2 separate regions of the Danio rerio genome follow, and region 2 is linked to region 1. The links are chromatin contacts, called in public HiChIP or PLAC-seq maps. All regions are on one chromosome and are shown on one strand. The core of a region is the stretch at or near the end of the contact, and the rest is flanking DNA. Distances in the headings are between cores, read along the strand shown.

Region 1 (3,558 bases), core at 977-3,476:
TTAATAAAGGGACTAAGCCAAAAAGAAAATGAATGAATGTTGTAAAATCTGTCTATAACTGTTTAGATTTTAATGTTATTACGTTTTTTAAAACCAAGGGCCCTCACGAAAAATGGAACGTTCCTTACATACTGCACATACAAATACCAAAATCTAATCGCAAATATGGCTTATTAACGGTACATATAGTTAGTCTGTGAACTTTTCATTTGTGAATTTATTGTATTTAATTTGTTAATTTGATAAAGGTTCCACTTAAAATATATTATTAACATGCAGTTTATTTATAAAAAAATCTTCAGTGAAAAAAATATATACAGTTTAAGTCAGAATTACAAGGCCCATATGAATTTTTTTTCATTATTTCCCAAATTATGTTTAACAGAGCAAGGAATTTTTCACAGCATGTCTGATAATATTTTTTCTTCTGGAGACAGTCTTATTTGTTTTATTTCAGCTAAAATAAAGACACGTTTTAATTTTTTAAAAACCATTTTAAGGTCAAAATGATTAGCTACTTTAGGCTAAATATTTCCTGATAGTTTACAGACCCAATTACCCTAACCTGCCTAGTTAACTTAATTAACCTAGTTAAGCCTTTAAATGTCACTTTAAGCTGTATAGAAGTTTCTTGAAAAATATCTGGTCAAATATTATTTACTGTCATCATGGCAAAGGTAAAGTAAATCATTTATAAGAAATAAGTTCTTAAAACTATTGTTTAGCAATGTGTTGAGAAAATCTCTCTGTTAAACAGAAATTTGGGGAAAATATAAATAGGGGGCGAATAGTTCTGACTTCAACTGTATAAATACATATACATCTATAGAGAAATATAATGTTTGTGTTTCAATGCTTTGGGGCCCATACCTGGAATTGCATAAGGCCTTCAAAACAACCAAATCCAACGCTGAGACTTCAATAAAAACTAGATCGATTTAATATTCAATATTCTCATTATTTTACAATCAGTTACCAAAATGTATTCTGCCTTTTATTTGCATATTTTCGACGATTAACTAATAAAACGTCTAAATTTTGTGATTGCACGATCACCCCTAAATACACAAATATGTGAATACTACATTTTTAGAGACCAACACGATGATCCCAAGCCGGAGGAGTGCGTTATATAACTGCAGAACATTTTGGAAAAGCAGGCAGGGGGTTACTGTCCTACTTTCTCTTTGGTTGTAAAGCCCCTCCCGCACAGAGCAGCGCCTGCCGCGCACATGGAACATCGGGGGAGGGGTTCTGTCCACGCGGATCGCAGAGGAGGGCGTGAATACACCAGACACGTCAACTGGGCGTGACAAAGCGGACACGTCACCGAGCCTCTACAGAAAGCGCCAGCGAACGCACGCAGCGCGGGAGCGAAAACAATAGTGAGAAATGCATAAAAACGTAAACTATTGCACTGAAGAACAACATGTGGAAAGTAATCACAACATTGGGTCAATTACTGCCTACAAAGGGGAAGCGAATGAAAGCTGCGTAATGTGATCCCCTAATCATTATATAAAGCGCAACTGGCACTCGCGCACGTACTTGTAAGCCACCGCCCTTAAAAGCAAGCAGGTATGTTTTCCTACATGAACACTGCGTTGAATGAAGTGATCGACCGTGAACTATCTCAACAATTAAAGCAAGAAACACACATTCTCCTCCTTTTAACACACAACTGTCGCTATGCGGAAAACGCCGGCTTACAACTGACACACAGCAAGTACGCGTAGGAAGATTACATTGCAGTTTTGCAGACTCTGTTGTTTTTAGGAGGATATTATAACGTTAATGTTGAATGTCACGCACAGCACGCAGCCCTGCTTTTACGCGGACTGTGGCAAACCGTGCAACAATGTCTCGCATTAACCTGCTACAACATTATACAGCAATACTGATACATTAAAGTGACTCTCTGTCTGTCACAAAGGTTTATGTGCTCAAATTTTTCATTTCTTACCACGTGCTTTCTGTTGTTGCAGGGCTTGCAATTCCAAAAACTTCGCCGCCTCTAAAAGCGTCTCGATACTCATCTCGGTTTTGTTTTATGGTCCAAGAAACGATTGGAGAAATGAATCAGCTCTCTGGATTCAAACGCTTCAGTTCGGGACCCAATCTTCTCGTCTGTTTAATAAAATAATAATAAAATAAAAGGAAAGACGTGACTGGATCCCCCGTGAAGTCACACTCTTCCACGCACGTAGAGGAGTCACAACAAGATGGCGGGTTATTCAGTCAACATATCGGGCCATTGTACAGACAGCTCGGCCACGCCCCCTGCTTCAGTGACCCCGCCCTACACATGCTGGGCTTTCAAAACACGGACATGGATATTTCTTATCAACGCGTTTATTCGACGAATTACACGAAAACTAAACATTGAATACAATCAGTGACTTGTATACTAATGTATTACACATATGTTGGCTAAAAGGACGAAAGCGGACCGCCCTAAAATAGAAATGTCAAATCCAGGTTTTGCGCAATACACCTACACACACCACGCCTCTGCGTCATTAATAAAACATGAGCTCAAAGCAGCCAATAGGAAAGCAGACACACAAGGCATGGTATCTGCTCACATGGGTGTCATTCTGCGCGTCTCGCACGCCAACAACTGAGAACGAAAACGCAACCTGCAGACCGACCCGATGACGTGCTGTTTGTGATGCAGCCACGATTCAAACACACTGCGAGTATCGATTAACAGTCTGCTGTGAACAACTTCTACAACAGATAAACAACACAACAGTAGTAGAAAACATTAGGATTTAAATATCTGCCTATGAAGCAATGGACATATTCAGATACAGTTATGAAATTGTTGATTTGGAATGGATCCATATATTAAAATATAATTTGTATGTATTGAGTCTGCAAATTACAGCAAAAAGGTACATTTTGATCATTTGTTTTTACTATTTAAATATTGTTTTCTATCTAAATATACTTTATTTAAGCCCATAGCCAGCCTATTAAAAGGGGTGGTTCTTTTTTCTCAAAAAGTGGACCTTATGCAGTTAATTGAGGTTCAAATACTGCATTTAGTCGCATTTTAAGCACTAATTTGTGCTGGATTAGCTTTATCATTTCCACACTTTTTAATGCAAAAAATACTTTTCACATTTTTGTCAAAGTGCTTATCATATTATTTTTTTTCTTTTACAAAATGTGTTTATTTACATACGTGCATTTAAACTATGTTATATTACTAAGTTACAATGTTATATTACTAACATATAATGTAATAAGGTTAGAATTTTAGAAATATGAAAAATACTTTTTTTTGCATGCAAATTTGTCATGCATCAGAAAATGTGAATCTGTTAAAACTTAAAAAAAAATAAAAATAAAAATAAATTAGCCAATAAGCAAATAACAAACTGGCCAGCTCATTTTCTCAGTCTGAATTTGTCTATTTAAATAATAAAAGCCTTCTTTTATTGGTTATTTTCACAATTTATGATGGCATACTGTCAAAAATGGGACAAATGAGCTCATTCAGGGGCCAAATTTTGGACTTTGTCAGAGAAGGGGTGGGTCTTTAGAATGGAA
Region 2 (3,230 bases), core at 350-2,849, 190 kb after region 1:
GAAGAAATGCGATATGGGATGGCAAACAAACAAACTAAACATATTTTTTTTATCTGGAACCCAATTATATTTTATATCAATGCTGACTTTTAACTGATTATAGGTGGGATTGGTTTGACATGTTGAGTTGTGAAGCCTACACATTTTTCTGTAAATTATTTAATTTTTATATTTAATTCTATTTTTTTCTCTTATGCTTTCTGGATGTTGTTGTATTATGTTATGTTGTATACTGTTTGTGTATTGTGAAATTGCACCCCTTTTTTAGTTCTGTTTATGTTATTGTTTATTTTCTTATGATAAAAACAATAAAAACAATTAAAAAACTAAAACTCGCCCATGGACAAATAAATGAAATACTGCCCCTCAGTGGGCCCCGCAAAGGGTCCAATCTCACTGCACACACCCATAACAATTTGGTCATGGGCCCCATAAATGAATATACAGTAGATCAGAAATTATTTTTAAACCTTCCAATTTAGTTTAAATAAAAATATATCAGAGTAATATACAGTACATAGTTCATTACACTCTCAATATTGTAATGATTTTATATAATTAATGCTTATTTAAATATTTTTATGTCAATGTCACAAGTGCTATTTAATGCTATTTCCTTTAATAATATATTTACTCAATCGAGAACATATTTTATTAAATTCTTTAAATGCACATATTTAAATGAACGGTAAACCAACAACAACAGAACATGTCTTCATAAAGCTAAACTGCTCCTTAAAAGATCAATTCTGGTCTGCTTTGTCTGACCCTTAAATGACTCATGGTTAAGTCATGTTGATTCATCTTATTTTTCACTTGAATAAAGTTACATTATAAAATAGCAAAAATTGAATACTATATAATAAAAAAGATATATATATATATATATATATATATATATATATATATATATATATATATATATATATATATATATATATATATAAAGACATTTAGAACTGGAACAATTAGATTCACGTGTAGCCTAATGTAAAATGAAACTTCTGAGCGTTTTTTTTCCTGCTTATTAATCTATAAACATCGGGATTATTATAAACTGCCTGCAAAAACATAACACAGTAACACAGCTAACTTACACCCCACTGTAAAATATTGAAATATCAATGATGAGCTGCAGCTAGCCGTTTCCTATAGGCTATTATAGTCAATTAAGCTAAAGACAAGACTGCGCACAATGTAATCCAGCACTCACCGTGTTCTCCATTCTTAAATCACTATCCAGCAGACGAGGCGTTATAATAATGAGAATGAACGGACTCCTTCACTTCCACATCTCTGCCCTTCAACCAAGCGACCCATGAACACATAGGATGACGACATCTTTAAGGAAGATCAATACAAGCGAGACTTAAACAAGGATCTGCCCCGGCTGAGCTTTGACGTGAAAGACCAATTGTCAATCCTTCGTTATTTCGGCAAATGTACAGTTGCTTTATCCGACAATGTCACGATCAATTCAAGCGTTTAGCTGGCATACGCGTGCCCGTGTGTCCTGCGTCTGCCGAACAGCATCATCATCATCTTCATCGCGATGACAGACAGGAAGAGGCTCCTTCAGGACCAAAACGATGATGCAACTGATGGAGGAAACACAACTCTCTCTCTCTCTCTCTCTCTCTCTCTGCTGCAGATTCTGGCTCATGCGCGCGGCTGGTGACCCTCGTCCCTCATGCTGTTGTCGTGCACGATAAGTTAAGATATTAATATGTAGGTCATTGTAATTGTCCAGCTAAATTACTGAATTACTGTGGAAAGTACAGCGGAATTATTCAGAAGCTACAGTAGCTCTAGCTTTGACACCTGACTGGGAAAGCGTTAAGTGTGTTGCTTAGCCTATAAAACTAGCATAACAATAAATGTAGCAGTTTGTGTACCATACCCTATTGTTGGATAATAAACTACTTGATTTTGAAGGAAAAGTTTACCCAAAAATTACAATTTTGTCATCATACTTATCATTTACTAGTTCCAAATTTTGACTTTCTTCCGTTGAAAAAAAAGAAGATATATTTGAAGAATATGGATGTCAATGGTTACAGGTTTTCAGCTTTCTTCGAAATATCTTTTGTGTTCAATATGAGAAAGAAACTCACAAGGAGGTTTTTTTGCATAATCTATATACAATAGTTAAATAGAATTTGCATCGTCTTTAAAATGTATGTTTTATTGTTTGTTAAACAGACTGTTTAAAGATCTTTATCAAAACTGTACATAGATGTTTTCCAGAACATCTTTCATATGGCTTGCAGAATGATGAAAGCTACAGTATAGGCTGTATAATGTTAGAGATAGATATATTTCAGATTCAAATAATATTTTCATGGCGTCATGGTGGCACAATGGGTAGCACGATCGCCTCTCAGCAAGAAGGTCACTGATTCGAGCCCAGGCTGGGTGAGTTGGCTTTTCTGTGTGGAGCTTGCATGTTTGCGAGGGTTTGCTACGGATGCTCCGGTTTCCCGCACAGTCCAAAGCCACTCATTATTGGGGAATTGACTAAGCTAAATTGGCCATAGTATATGTGTGTGAATGCAAGAGTGTATGGGTGTTTCCCAGTGTTGGGTTGCGGCTGGAAGGGCATCCGCTACGTAAAACCTATGCTGGGTAAGTTGGCGGTTCATTCCGCTGTGGTGACCCTGATGAATAAAGAGACTGAGCCAAAGAGAAAATGAATGAATGAATATTTTAATAGGCAAAAAACAGAAACCTTGGTGTTGATTTTATTTTCAGCAGTAATATGAGCATTTTCCATCCCATATGCCATTCCAGACTGGCTATTGTTCAAATCTGCAACACACTTTTACTTCTTTTGTAATTATTTTAATTCATGTGCCAGTTGTCAGCAGCTATTCTTAGGCCTGCCTTATTTTAGAAAAGCAACCATTATGTTCTAAAGAAAGAAAGAAATGACAATAATTAACACCTCACGAAGAGTTTTACCACAATTGCTTTTCTGAAATAAGACATCCTTGATGACTGCCGCAGCACCAGGCTCTGCATTTAGTACTTCTGTTACTCGTTATCATTTGTGGACTCCAAACCAATACAAATTGTGCACTTCTTCCATAATGCAATTGTTTGATAGATATGTGTACAATATGGTAGTGTTTCTCAACCATGTTCCTGGAAGACCACCAACATTGCACGTTTTGCATGTCTCCTTCGTCTGTCACACCCATTACAGGTCTTCTGCTAATGAGCTGATGATC

Evidence for each region. HiChIP or PLAC-seq counts read pairs in DNA pulled down with a chosen protein or histone mark.
Region 2: an H3K4me3 HiChIP or PLAC-seq map of gastrula embryo shows a contact between it and region 1, with 4 times the contacts expected there. The contact joins the promoter of ccdc92ba here to the promoter of mnta in region 1. A contact is called at or near these places in 3 of 18 Hi-C or Micro-C datasets (caudal fin, embryo and an unstated tissue) and 2 of 4 datasets of contacts at active chromatin or transcription factors (embryo and gastrula embryo).

Annotation. Positions count from the first base shown.
Region 1 is chr15:27,679,574-27,683,131 of GRCz12tu, forward strand. mnta (MAX network transcriptional repressor a) reads right to left here and starts at 2,227. Exons shown (of 6, transcript XM_009291752.5): 1 at 1,964-2,227. The coding sequence starts at 2,036.
Region 2 is chr15:27,866,802-27,870,031 of GRCz12tu, forward strand. It overlaps ccdc92ba (coiled-coil domain containing 92Ba), which reads right to left and starts at 1,600. Exons shown (of 5, transcript XM_005157622.6): 1 at 1,214-1,600. The coding sequence starts at 1,225. It overlaps LOC141377847 (a long non-coding RNA gene), which reads left to right and starts at 1,641. Exons shown (of 2, transcript XR_012390870.1): 1 at 1,641-3,230.